Regions from separate parts of the Sander lucioperca genome. Here region 1 is linked to region 2. The links are chromatin contacts, called in public Hi-C maps. All regions are on one chromosome and are shown on one strand. The core of a region is the stretch at or near the end of the contact, and the rest is flanking DNA. Distances in the headings are between cores, read along the strand shown.

Evidence for each region. Hi-C and Micro-C count contacts between places; a contact is called where the count stands out from the background.
Region 1: a contact with region 2 is called in a Hi-C map of muscle, with 3 times the contacts expected there. The contact joins the promoter of tmem53 here to the promoter of rnf220a in region 2. A contact is called at or near these places in 2 of 2 Hi-C or Micro-C datasets (liver and muscle).

Annotation. Positions count from the first base shown.
Region 1 is chr9:41,974,946-41,981,399 of SLUC_FBN_1.2, forward strand. It overlaps tmem53 (transmembrane protein 53), which reads right to left and starts at 3,708. Exons shown (of 4, transcript XM_031311184.2): 1 at 3,610-3,708; 2 at 3,422-3,533; 3 at 3,123-3,226; 4 at 1,626-2,984. The coding sequence starts at 3,476. The coding sequence ends at 2,283. It overlaps si:ch73-382f3.1 (52 kDa repressor of the inhibitor of the protein kinase), which reads left to right and starts at 4,528. Exons shown (of 5, transcript XM_031311176.2): 1 at 4,528-4,538. toe1 (target of EGR1 protein 1) reads right to left here. Exons shown (of 8, transcript XM_031311174.2): 7 at 6,203-6,365; 8 at 4,752-5,965. The coding sequence ends at 5,192.
Region 2 is chr9:41,806,748-41,813,414 of SLUC_FBN_1.2, forward strand. rnf220a (E3 ubiquitin-protein ligase RNF220a) reads right to left here and starts at 5,023. Exons shown (of 18, transcript XM_031311159.2): 1 at 4,635-5,023.

The DNA of each region.
Region 1 (6,454 bases), core at 2,458-4,957, 170 kb after region 2:
TCAAATCTGACATGTCGTAGACATTCGATAGCTATGCGTGCTGGACCCATTCAGAGCCACGCTCTTCAAACAGTCCCTGATGTCTCATGATGAGAGTGGAGGGGAAATGGCTGGATTTTTATCTGCCTCTGGGTATGACATCACACAAACATCTTGCCTTGATGTCTTCTTTCCAGTGAGCCCTCCAGCAAAGGAACACAATCAAGAGTTCAACTCAAGTTGAAGGAAAACAACCCTCGTAACCAATAAAAGAAAAGAGTTGCCATAAACGTTCCTTATTAAAATGTTAGAAATGCTTTCTTCAGGCCTGGGTTTTGACTACAGCCTGTCCATTGTGTAAATGAACAATAAAAGCAGGACTCACTAACTTTCACTTTACATTTTAAACTAAAATAACTTACATTTGTAGACCAGTATCACAGCATTTCATGTATGACAAACTTCATGCTGGAACAAGCTTTTTGCACGCCTGCTGCAAGGGAGAAAAGCAGCATAACGACGAAGGTATTGATATTGCAAAACGACTTTACAAAAGGATTTTACTATCACAAATGACAGACCAGTATCAGCTTATTAATTGCATCATTTTGTAATAAGGTTGCTGCACCAAGCATTTCTGAGTGAGAATATTACTGCAATTTGAACTTTATTTCACTGCATGGAAGCCATCTTTCATTTCGGAGATTCCCAATAAGTCAACTTACTCACTGGCCTGTTAATCAAGAGGCTGAGATGCTTTCAAAATTAATTTTCATCTGATTTTGGAACCACTCTTCAGCCACTGTATTTCCATAAACCTGAAGACAAGCACACCTATTTACTTAAAGGTGCTATAGGTAGGATTGTGAAGATCCAGGACTTAGCACAACAAATTTGAAAATCGACAACTTCTCAGTCCCTCCCCCCTTTCTGCTAAAGCCTAAAGTGGTCTCCTAAGCCCTTCCCCCACAAGGGAGAAATAATGCGTGTGCATGAGCAGTGATTGACACGCAGTTAGACACCCCCCCTGGCCCTGATTGGTGCATCTGAACAGGGAGCGGTGGATTTTTGCAAACCGCACTACAGGCTGTAGGTGGTGCCAGAGGAGCCAGATTTTTTTTTTAAAGTACCTGCTTCATGTAGTTCTACTGGAACATAGGGTCAGTTTCAGCAAATATGACAGAAAGTTAGTTTTATACGTCTTACCTACTGTATCTTTAATGAAGCAAAAGTCATCACATACTACTAGTCCCACATTGCCAAACCTATCTCCACAGCGCTACATTACTACTGAAAAGTTTAACTCACTACAGTGTTGCCAGGGGTGTTTAACACCTTTCCTACTGCAGTGTAGTGTAGTGTAGTGTAGTGACACTCAATACTTTGGTTTTCCAAGGAAGCCATTGAAACGGTTTGAAATAATGTATGTGGCAAATCCAAAGCATTTAGAATCATTCAAAAATAATAGGTTGACACACTTTTCTATGAGCATTCTACTTTATTGAAGGCACATCAGTTAAAAAAAGAACAATATTTGTTCTGGACATATACATTCATTGTCAATCACTTTTTCCTTGAACTAAATCAACTGTGTATCACATATTAGGGCTGGGTGTTCTACAATTTATGGACCCAAAAAAAAGGCATTTGCTTATTAAGGCAACAATTGAGTTGTTTTTTTGTTTTTTTTATTATTCCTTTTTGAAAAGTATTCATTTTTGACAGTCGCCTTTATTGTAAGTGCCCTTGTGATCTAATATTAATGACAAATTGTAAGATTAAAACTATAAATACATTGTAAATGTAATATATAGAAGATATAAATTATCCAATACAGTCTCAGATTTAGAATCACTACTACTAATGTACAATGCATCACATTTCACAGCAATATTAAATATTTAAATTATCCTAAAGAATTTATTTTCCAGTGTATAGCAATTGTTTGTATAGTTATTTTTTACATATGGTATATGACTGTTGCAAAACATTGGAGTTGGCAGGGTTAGGCCACACACTTTGAAGTATATGAATTACAGTGTTTCATATGGCTGGTTTTCTAGACATAGATTAGTACACCTAGACCACATCTGTGGAACCTTGCCATTATGTGCACTGGGACAGAAAAACATTGAGATCTTGTACTAGTTCTGCTCAAATTCCAGCAGTCTTGCAAAAAAAATGTCAGCCTCGTTTTCTAACCGATTTTTCAGACCACTGAGAAAAACCAAAGTTTGTCGGATTTTCTTCGCAAGACAGCTTAACAGAGGGTTGGCAAAATCGTGTGAGCTTCTCTCCGAGTTTCACTGATTCGGAACCCTCTGTCTCTTCTTTGTCTCGTTTCCTTCCAAGTCCTTCATGCAAGCAACCAGGAAACTGCGGCACTTCAGAGCATACTGCTCAGGAAAGTCCCGGAAATGACCAACGTGGGGACTGGAAACAAAATCAAAGCTGTCCACCGGGACGCCTTTCTGCTTCAGGGTCTCCACAAAGACCTTGATGTCTGTGTGTCTGATCACCTGGTCAGCTCGGGAGTACAGGTAGAAATGAGGCCAGGCGGGCGGACGCTCCTGCACGGCGTCATAGTGGTTCTTGTGGATGTACTTGGTCAAGGGGTACAGCACGACTCGCAACAGGAAAACAGTCACTGCGAAAAGCGCTAAGAGGACGTACCTTAAAACAGGAGTTATTTTGGGCCCCAGGGTGGCCGTCAGTGCACGCAGGGCCCCGCGGACATTCCCACTACCTGGGGCACTGTCCACTAAGGCCCCAATCACACACAAGGAACTGAACTGTTTATCATTGTGCAACAAATCTGCAATGTAACGGTACAGCATGAAGCCACCGTTACTGAATATGTGAAAGAAAATAGGACTGTTCTCCACCTCATAGTCATAGAGGATCTCCAGCAACTTGAGGGCCGTACTGCTCAGCTCCTTGTAGCCAAACGACTCTGAGATAAAGACTGTCTTCAAGGGAGCTGTGTAGCGGATGGTGACACATCCCTAAAAGTGAGGAAAGAAGAATAAAGAAAGAAATAAAATGAGTTTGTGATGTTAATGCTTCTAAAATGCCATCGTGCTGCTAAATTGATCGTATAAATTAGCAGAATGCCTTGTGAGATGATCGTATTTAGTTTTCACCTGTTCATTGTAGATGGAGCTGTATTTGGAGAGGTGTTTGTCTTTGCAACCAGCCCAGCCCAACAGAATCACAACTGGCTCCTTTGTCCCCTGCCAGTGTCTCTCTGAAAAAAAGACAGACGATAAAAAAGCACGCTACCAAAAGCTGTCACAGCAAGCTAAGCTAAAACGAAGCTAGCGAGCTAAGCTTACACAGCCGGCAGAATTACATTTTTTACGGCTTCTTTGTAAGATAAATGTTAGCATGTACGCTACGCTAACTGAGGTATTGACATGCAGTACAATGAAATGATTCTCACCCGATGTCCCCGCATCTGGAAACACGATATTGTAGTCTATTTCATCGTCTGCCATTTCTGTATGCGAGAGTATCAACTGTTGTTCTCCAACGTTAACGTTCGGTTCATTTGGCTGTTGAAAAAAGGGTTATAGAGAAGCTACAGAGCGCTTAAATTAGCAATGCCAGATTGTAACAAATACGTTACACACTGCAGACAGGTCGATGGGCTGTCAGGTCACTGCACTATTACGGTCCCGCTTCTTCTTCTTATGTGGTTGAACAGCGGATAGCATCCAGCTAATGCTGCAGTACCGCCCCCCTCTGTATAATAGTGTTATGTCGGACAAATTGGTGAACTTCTGCATAATACTCCACAAAACTATATATAAAATTATATATGCAAAAAATAAAATAATCTGGCAATGCGAAACTAGCACATCACCAACTCAAACATGTTTAAGAAAACATATGAAAGGACTCCAAAATTACTAAAACCTATCCCACACAATATGTTATCTTCTCCAATGACATATTTCTCGCCATTTATTTCAACCAACTACACATAGTTTATGGTTTATTTTCTTCCGTTGTAAAGCAATAAGACATCATTGCTGTAAGATGCACGTCTAAATGTATATTCCTTTCTTTTCAATCGAATGACATGGCTGGTGATAATTTGTTTTTTTTCTATCATACAATTCATATCTTTCCAAATGTCAATGTGTTCACATTCCTACATAGAGTGGAGTAACTATCTTATTGCATTTCACGTCAGGAATATTTCATTGTATTTGAGCAAAGTAACTGGGGTTACACAATGCACAGGAACCCCTTGTATTGCTATAGTTTTAATCAACTATTCACCATTTGGATTTGAGCTTTCTTGTATACCTCTATCCAGTCACTCAAATGAAATATCCTTTAAATCCTTTCTCCACGCTTGTAATCTGGAGTCTGAGATCAGTGTACCATACAACAATGAAGTTAAACCTCTAATAGGATTTCTTTTGAACTCAAATAAATACAATTTGTGATTGTGGTACTGTTGGTGTTTTACTCCTGATTTATTAACTATATACTTTTTTACTGTAACCTATTCAGCCTGAACACACAGCAATTCTACAGAATTATTTGCAGTTAGTAGTACTGTACCTTGGACCGTTCATTCACACTGTGTGTACGGAGTTATATTTTTTTTATTGTACTGGCTACATAAAGGGATTTTATTTCAGACCAGTTTACTCTATATCATCCCTCCAGATATAGTACCAGTCAAAGGTGAAAGTGTGTCCAAACGTTTGAATGGTACTGTAAACCTGGACGACAGAATAAAGATAAAAGAAACATTGTTAAAGAGCATTAGTTTATTTTCCACAGGTAACTTCAGAAACCGTTAATGATACAAAATCTGAAATGTGGTATAAATGCATATCAATCATCATCTCACTTTGGCGGTTTCCATAGAAACCATTGAGATACTAGCTGACTAAATTAAAACAGGTGCCTCTCCATTGTATATATTGCTGGTTTTACAATCACAAATTCCATTTTTTATCTTTTTTTCAATAGTATTAACATACAGTATGTTTAGTTAAGTCTGCTAAAGAAATACAAATAATATGGGAGCATAAGAAACGGACCAAAATGGATGAAAAATGTGACATTTTATCCCCCTATTCTTAAAAATCAACAGAAATCCAGAAACTAGCTGCTAGCATGGCTAAAATAATCTAATTGTGAACCTGCACATGTACAGTATACGCTATAATGCTGTGTGCAAGTGTGCACACTACACTCTCCGTCCCCATACTATCTCCATCTTCTGCACATGGGCCTTGGATGATTTGGAGAAGGTGCTTTTAACCACATTGAGAGGCGCTGTCTTGCGGCTGAGGTAAACCTTATTGACACATGTAGGAAGCCACAACTGCTTCTCTTCCTTCTGCTGCTCCTTCTCTCCAGCTCCCACTCCTTCCTTCTTGATGATTGTACATGAGTGGGCAAAAATGTATCCCGTCATAAAGGCATCAAACCCGGCCCGGTGCGTTCCTGGGTCAGCTTTCTTCGCCTGATCGCCATTCTTGGGTGTGGGGTCACTAAACCTTTCTCCAACTGCATCTTCTGTTCTGCCTTCTACACCATCGCTTGTGCTGGTTTTTGTGTCTGTGTCGTCATCATTTGTGGACGTTGGTGCAAGGTTTCGGAAGTCTGTGTTGTCTTCACACACTCTGTTCCCCTCGCTGCCTGTGTTCATGGCCTCTCCTTCTTTCGGTTGGGTGTTCCCGTCACTGTCCGTTAGAGGCCTTCTTTCTGGGGTCCGCTCAGCCCCTTGCTGGTCCTCTGGCGTTTCTTCGGGATCCACCTCCATGTGGGGTATTTTGCTTTCGGGGGCACCGTCAAAGATGGAAGAGCCCTCCGCTGCTTTGCCTCCACCTTTCTTCTTCTCTCTATGTCTCTTCCTCTTTTTTCTCTTTTCCCCCGTGCCTTTCTCGTCCTGGAGGATGATCAGGTCAGTGTCATGGGATAACGGACACTGGTTGCCATTCGTACACCAGCCGAACCCCTGTCAGACAAACACGTACAAACCGAAAGACAGGGTAGTTAAAAACGTTGACACAAATACATACCGTCTACTTGGCTCGTAGGTTGTAACTGACACACAGAAAGAACACACACAGAGGGAGAGGGGAAGGGAATTTAGTTTGAAACTTGAAAAACTTAATTTGTTTCATTTCACTTTAGCTTGAGAATTTCGGTAAAACTGAAATTTTCCTCTGGTTACAAAAAGGTTAAAACTTACAGAGAAGTGCTCGCAGATTTCAGTCTGTCCCGCAGCAGAGGCCACAGCTGGACACACTCTGTAGTCCACATAGCTGGACATGTGACCGGGATACTGACAGAACTCTACATGAAAGTGAGGCCCGCTCCCTCCAGAGGTCACACTGCGACTGTTATCCAGCTTACTGAAAGGAGGAGATAAAAGAGGGGACGGAGAGGGGCATTATGAATGATTAAAACAGACACTTTAAAACACCGGCACAACTCCCTTTTT
Region 2 (6,667 bases), core at 3,773-6,272:
AGCGAGACAGCCCTACAATATCCATCCGTGAAATGACTGCATCCGGCCGTTGGCACTTAATGACGGTGATTATAACAGCGATAACGAGACAACAATAACACCAAGTTTTAAAATGCAGACCGCGCAGGGCGCCGTTTTCTCTCCGAGGGGGCCCGCTCTCCGGTCTGCGTGTTCAAACACTTGTTATTTACCGGCGACGCGTTCATTTCAATTACCGTCTGCATGTCAAATTAGCTCTCCTATGTAGGGTTTATTAGCACAACAAAATAATAAAAACACACACAGGGGAGGGGGAGAGGAGACGGAGAAAAAAAGGGGGTGGGGGGGGGGAGGAGGTATGGGGCGAAGAAGTGGAGGAGTTCTGCGTTTAATAAAGAACGAGGAATTAGTGCATATTGATAGGACTTAATAGACCGAGGGGGGTCATCAAACTAGTCGCGACTGAGCGATCCACGGTTAATTTACTATCAGTGTCATGTTATGGGAGAGAGAAAGGGAGGAGGGGTGGGGGTGGGGCGGGGGGGTGGGGGGTTGATGCGCGCGTCGTGACGCATTAATATTCCCAAATATGAGAAGTGGATGAGAATATATATGTTCAGACGGAGAGAGAAAAATAAATAGCTACAGGAGAGGCAGAACAGGTGGGAGGAGGTGAGACTTTACATCCGCTTCTTTCTTTCTTTCTTTCTTTCTTTCTGTCTGAGAGAGGTGGCGATGAATAAACTTGGTGAGCAGCAAAAATCCAATCTCACATAAAAAAAAAAATATTTCTTTTAATTCTCTAAAAGAAAAAAAACCTTCCTCATCTGATGAATATGATTTTGAAGCTGCTCCCCATTTGTTTAATGATTACCTAATTCGCGATAAAAGTGAGAGTTAACTGGTTTCATTATAATTAAGCAGGTGGGAAGATTTCTTTCTTTCTTCTTTTTTTTTTTTTTTTGTCTCGGACGTGGCGCTTCTTCTGAGCCAAATTAAAATAAACTTCTCTCCCTGCGGCCATCGAGCCAGCAGAGAGGTGTGAAATGGACATTAATTTTAGTTCACTTCTCGCTGCGCAAAGGAGGGGAGCACGAGAGATCAATGGCGAGCAATAACAGCTGACTGCTGTGAGAGAGAGAGAGAGAGAGAGAGTGTGTGTGTGTGTGTGTGTGTGTGTGTGTGTGTGTGTGTGTGTGGGGCATCGAAAACGCTGACAAATAAATCATCTTTTGCTACTTTTCCTCCAACCTCGACACTTTTTGTTCTCTTCTTTGCGCCTATACGGACTATTCCTTTGGGAAGGGCGGAGGGAGACACAGAGGAGGAGATGAGGCCTAAATGAATAAGTAAGAAAAACACAGATGTGCTGAGACTTTCAATTAAATATCGAGGCTATCACGTTGAATTTGGTTGAGAAAGCAATATATGCAGAATTCCTCATAAAAGGCCCGTTTTGTGTTGTTTCATTCAAAAATAATTAAATTCATATTTTGGCCTGAACATAATGCATCCTTACATGTGATTTATATCGGTGTAATCCCAAGGCTCCGAGACAAAGTCTCTGAGTTAATAGGCCTAGCAAACAGACTGGAACGCGCATGAAAACTTACAATTTCAAAAACACCCAAAAGTTACAATCAAAATCCAACTTCCATTAGAAACATATCAATAAAAATATCAGGCTTTCGTAGCGCGTTTTAATGTGAAGGTGAAATAAGCGGCAGGCCTGTAAATCACTGATCTCAAAACTGAAGCGGAAAATAATTTTTAAAAAATGATGCAGGCACTGTAAACGTCACTCTAGATGACAGCCAGATCACAGAAGACGTTTAAATAGGCTAAAGATACAATCATGTGCGTGTGAAAAAAAAATGCAGCTTTAATTTCTCTTAATTAATAATAAACACCGGCCTATTTAAATGATCGTTTACAGAAACATCTTCTGATGCACTGATTGTTTAAATAGCCTACCTTTTACCCTTAATACAAAGCAATGGAACAGAAACCAATCTGCCAAATCGCTCTGAATGTCTCATTAATATGTCATTTAAAACATAAGAATTAAACTGAGATTTGGAGGTTTTATAAAACTGCAGTTCATGCGTAAACATGAACTGGAGAAATATATAAAGGTCTACTCTGCATTACATCAATCATCAAAATGACTGATCCGGTGAATGCATGTAGAGGTAGGCTATATCTATAATATATAGGAAGAGGAATGGCCTTTAACGGAGAAATGACCTGTCTCATTATAGCCTGTCGATAATTACAAATGCTCACTTTTCTTTATCAGCAAATTGTGTCAATAAGAAATTTGCTAAACTAAAACTGCCCACCGCACCGGAAACAAACCATCATGTAGGCTATTCTATTCACTTTATATGATGCGATTTAACATGTTGAAAATATTTGTTTCTGTAACATCTCTCCTCCTGCCCAATGTTCCACTTTTAAAAGAGAATTATTGCTCGCTAATGTGTGTGGTTTGGGAAATGAAAAGGCTCGGCCGGGTCGTTAGAAGTCAGGGCTGGTTGATCGGACAATCAATACAATCAATTTGGAAGGGATTCATCACGCTGGGTTCACTGGATCTGGATTCGGAATTTGTGATTTTTTAGGAACAATAATTCAATCTTCACAGTGCGGTGAGTTCAATGACCCGCACCGGGCGCACCTTCGCTCCAAAAGTGTGTTTTTACGCGCTATTTATTGCTGGCAGTAAGAGGACTTTTCAACTTGGAAATTACTACTAATAGGTCTGCTGCATTTTTCCCACACTAGTAATTTTATTATTCCCTGTTCTGAGTGGTTGCGGCTTTTGTGCTGCAGTGCGCGTTGATCCGGGCGCGTATACGTGACTGCTCACTTGTTTGCTTCAGTGAGGTCGTTCCTTTTTTTTTTTTTTTTTTAAACGGCATGGATGTGATTAAGACCAGGCGGGCGCACAAGCAGAGAAATAAAGGAGGGAACAAAATTGAGTAAAATATTTCTTCGACTATAAAAGATTAGAAGTGGTGAGTCCAACTAACAAAATGAAGTCAATCTCATCCACGGTTTTCATTGTCTGCGCCCGTCACTCGAATACAAACTTTAACTTTTTGAATAAAAAAGAAATAAAAACGAATTAAATTGCACTCATCATGTCTACAGTATAAATAATCTGACGAGGGACAACACAAAAATACAGAGAAAACAAAGGTGTGGAAGTTTTTGCCAAAAATGATTAAAAAAAATTAAAATAAAAAACCTTAAGTTCTGTTTAAAGTATAATCCTTTCTTCCTATGGGACACGGTAGAACGTCGAAAATGTAAATGAAAAGTAAATGTTGTATCCGGTACTACCGACGCAGCAGCAACGGGACCTGGTGCTTTGGGGAAGCCGATTTTCGCTCACTGTGCTCGGCCATGAAGCTGGGAGGCCCCCGGGACTTCCTCCGGCTGGGCGCAGCTTATTTAGGGGGAGGATGTAAATTATAGTGGCTCCCTAGTTAACAGGTGTTTCCCAACTGTGTGTAGGCCTGTGTGTGTGTGTGTGTGTGTGTGTGTGTGTGTGTGTGTGTGTGTGTGTGTGTGCACGTGCACGACCATGCTGCAGCGAGTCGCCTTTCTTTTTTAATTCAAGCCGTCTGTTTCTCTTTGAGAGAAATTGAGAATAATTTGTTGCGCATTTGAGGACTGGCATTCACACACGCTTATAGGGTAGGATTTTCCCTTTTCTCTAGTTTTGTTCTTTTTCACAATGTTTTGGTAATTTGGTTTTAATTGCTACGATCACATTTGGTTGAATAAAAATAGACGTTCAAAACCCGAGATTAAAACGCAATTTCGATTATGAAGATGAATGATTATTACAGTACGGCAGTTGTAGCCACATGTACTCATCATCATGAGATACAGTCGACTAACCACTGCTGACTTCAGAACTAAAACTCAACTTTGAAATAAATATAATCAGTGCAGGCCTGCTCACTAACGTTCATTATTGATGATCTAGCTGGTGATAGGGAAAGATCTCGGGAGCTCTGCAGCAAAAATAAAGTTATATATTTTTAACTCTTGTATTGGGAGGTTTGAGTATAATTCAATTATCTAAATCATTAATTCTGAAAGGACATAACCCACCTTCATCAAACGCAATGACACAAGTAGAGCTGTACAGAGTTTGAATATTGGTTGCAGTGTGTAGCCGTGCACTACTTGTAATGTGCTAATGTATGGTGAAGGTGATGTATGCGTAATGGCACTGACACACGCATTATACTGAACTATTCAAGTTCTTTTTTTCTAGAAACCACTTTCTTGTTTGGGAACCTCGGATATGTACGCACACGCGTGCACACACACACCTAGGGAGACATTAACAGATATAAACGTAGACGCACTCGCGCGCACACGCGTGGAAGTCCGTGTCCAAACGGAGACAGACCGTGCCGTGACTTTTCTATTTATTTTTCTATTTTACGCGTGGAAACGCCACCGCGCACAGCGACCAAAGCGCACAATCCTCGAGAAAGTTTATTGAAACGACTCAATATCTGCTTCCAAAACACAAAGAAGCGGCGGAACTCGAAAAAGGCGTGGAAACACAAACTGTATGAGCTTCAAACCGATCAACAACAACAACAAAAAAGACAGTCAGTGTTACTCACCTCGCCGTGGTAGAATCCTCTTTTTCTGCAGACGACTCCTCGGTTTCCGGCTTCTTCTTCTTTCTTTTTTTTTATCCTCACAACAAACCGAAAACTTTTCTGCGGAGCGGCAATATCAGTAGCAGAAGCCCTTCAGGCTCTTGCGCAGCAGCACCGGAGATAACGGGAGGCGCTTTGTGGAAGCAAAAGTAGTTAACACCTCCCTGTTAGGTTACCAAAGCGCAGCCAGAGAGCAGGGCAGAGAGAGCGAGGGGGAGAGAGAGAGAGGCTGACTTTCCTTAAACACAGTGTAAAGTGGGTATCAATAGCGCAATTGCGCGTGCAGCCCCTCCGCTGAAACACCGAGAGGGACGATCAGTGAGAGGAAAGAGGAGTGAAGGCGGTGAGGGAGCGCAGGATCGCAGAGACTGTGGCAGGCAGTGGTGGTGTAAGGGGAGGGGGGTGGGGGTCTCACAGTGCTCAACAGCGACGTGTGTGAGGCTGGAGCTGGGCTGCGCGAGGCTGAGCTGGGAGTGTGGGGGTGGATGGGGAGGGAGGGAGGGAGGGGGTGTCCAGGGTCCAGAGCGCTCCGAGGTGCAGTGCTGCCGCGCAGCGCTCGGCTCGTTCAATGACTGACTGGCAGACACACAGACAAAACACGTCTCTGCTTTTTTTCTTGGATAAAAACAATACACTTTAATGTAATGATCATTACTTCTTAATCATTTCAACGTGAGTTCTGTTTCCTCTCCGACCATCAAATTGACCACACACTGCTCCAAAACAGCGGTTTTTTTCTTTCTCGTCTTCAGAGAATCTGGATCTCAGTTTCCTCTCCTGCGAGAGATCAGGGAACCGGACAGTGTTCATATCTTACATTTGTGCCAGTCCTTTGCAAGATACAATCTGTAGTGACTATATGTGTGCCATGATAAAGTCAACTTTACCAAAATATGTATTTCTTTCTTCTTCTTCTAGTTCCACAACATTAAGAGTGATTACGAGGAAATTAAAGAATCGGAGTATGGATTTAGTTTTGGGATTTCTAGTGGCCGTGTGCATGCGTGGACACTGTTTCTCAACACCCCCACCCTTCTGCCTCTCCCCTCTGTCTGGTGTTTCGTTCCCCTGGGTGATTTCCACTGCGCTTTGTGCGCAAAGTGAATGAATTATCCCCCTTCTCCCTCTCTCTCTCTCTCTCTCTCTCTCTCTCTCTCTCTCTCTCCTCTCTCGTTGGAGAGACTGCTTGCCATAAAGCCAATGAAGTCCACCTCTTAACAAAAAGAGGTGGACCAGACACTCTTATAAAGTGCGCACTAGAGACTGAAGTTAGTGAGCCCAAGGGAAGTTCACTAAACCGGCAGCTGTGTGGCAAAGCACGGATCAGCCTAAACTTTCAAGACATTTACAAACGAAGAAGCATGTATAGGCTACATTTGATGGGAAAAGTCGAGCCAAATACTCGTGAGCTATTTTATAATTCCCCAAACTTCATCTAAACCTTTTTTTTTGCAACCGGTCTTGGATCATTTTTATTGAAATGACCCCTGGCATCTGTGATTGTTTTTAATCAAGTTATCAATTTTTGTTTTGGTATTCTTGCTCTCTATTCAAATGACTGGAAATGTACACATTATTCCTGACTGTACATACTCTTTCCTGACAACTCCTTGTATGCACCTACTCTTTCGTCTTAAATCATCTGACCACCAGTGTAACAAACTGTCAGACTTAATCATGGGGAAAACAACTAGGCAAAGGTCATTTATGGTACAAACATAAGTTTTACTCCCAACTATTAGCCGTGGAATATTACACCTGCAATATTTCAGATTTTTTAGGGGAAATTGTAATATGTAATTTGAGCATAAAGTGTGTATGCATGTGTGTGTCAGACTGAGGGAGAGTGAGAGAGACTGGGAGAAGAGAAGCCTCCTGTCCAGCTGTCTTCTTCTCCACTACACCCCCCTGCTGGTCACATATGGAACTGACCAATACTCAGCTTCACACTTAACTTTTTATTTCTGTGGTAACTCACTTTGGGTCAATAACTG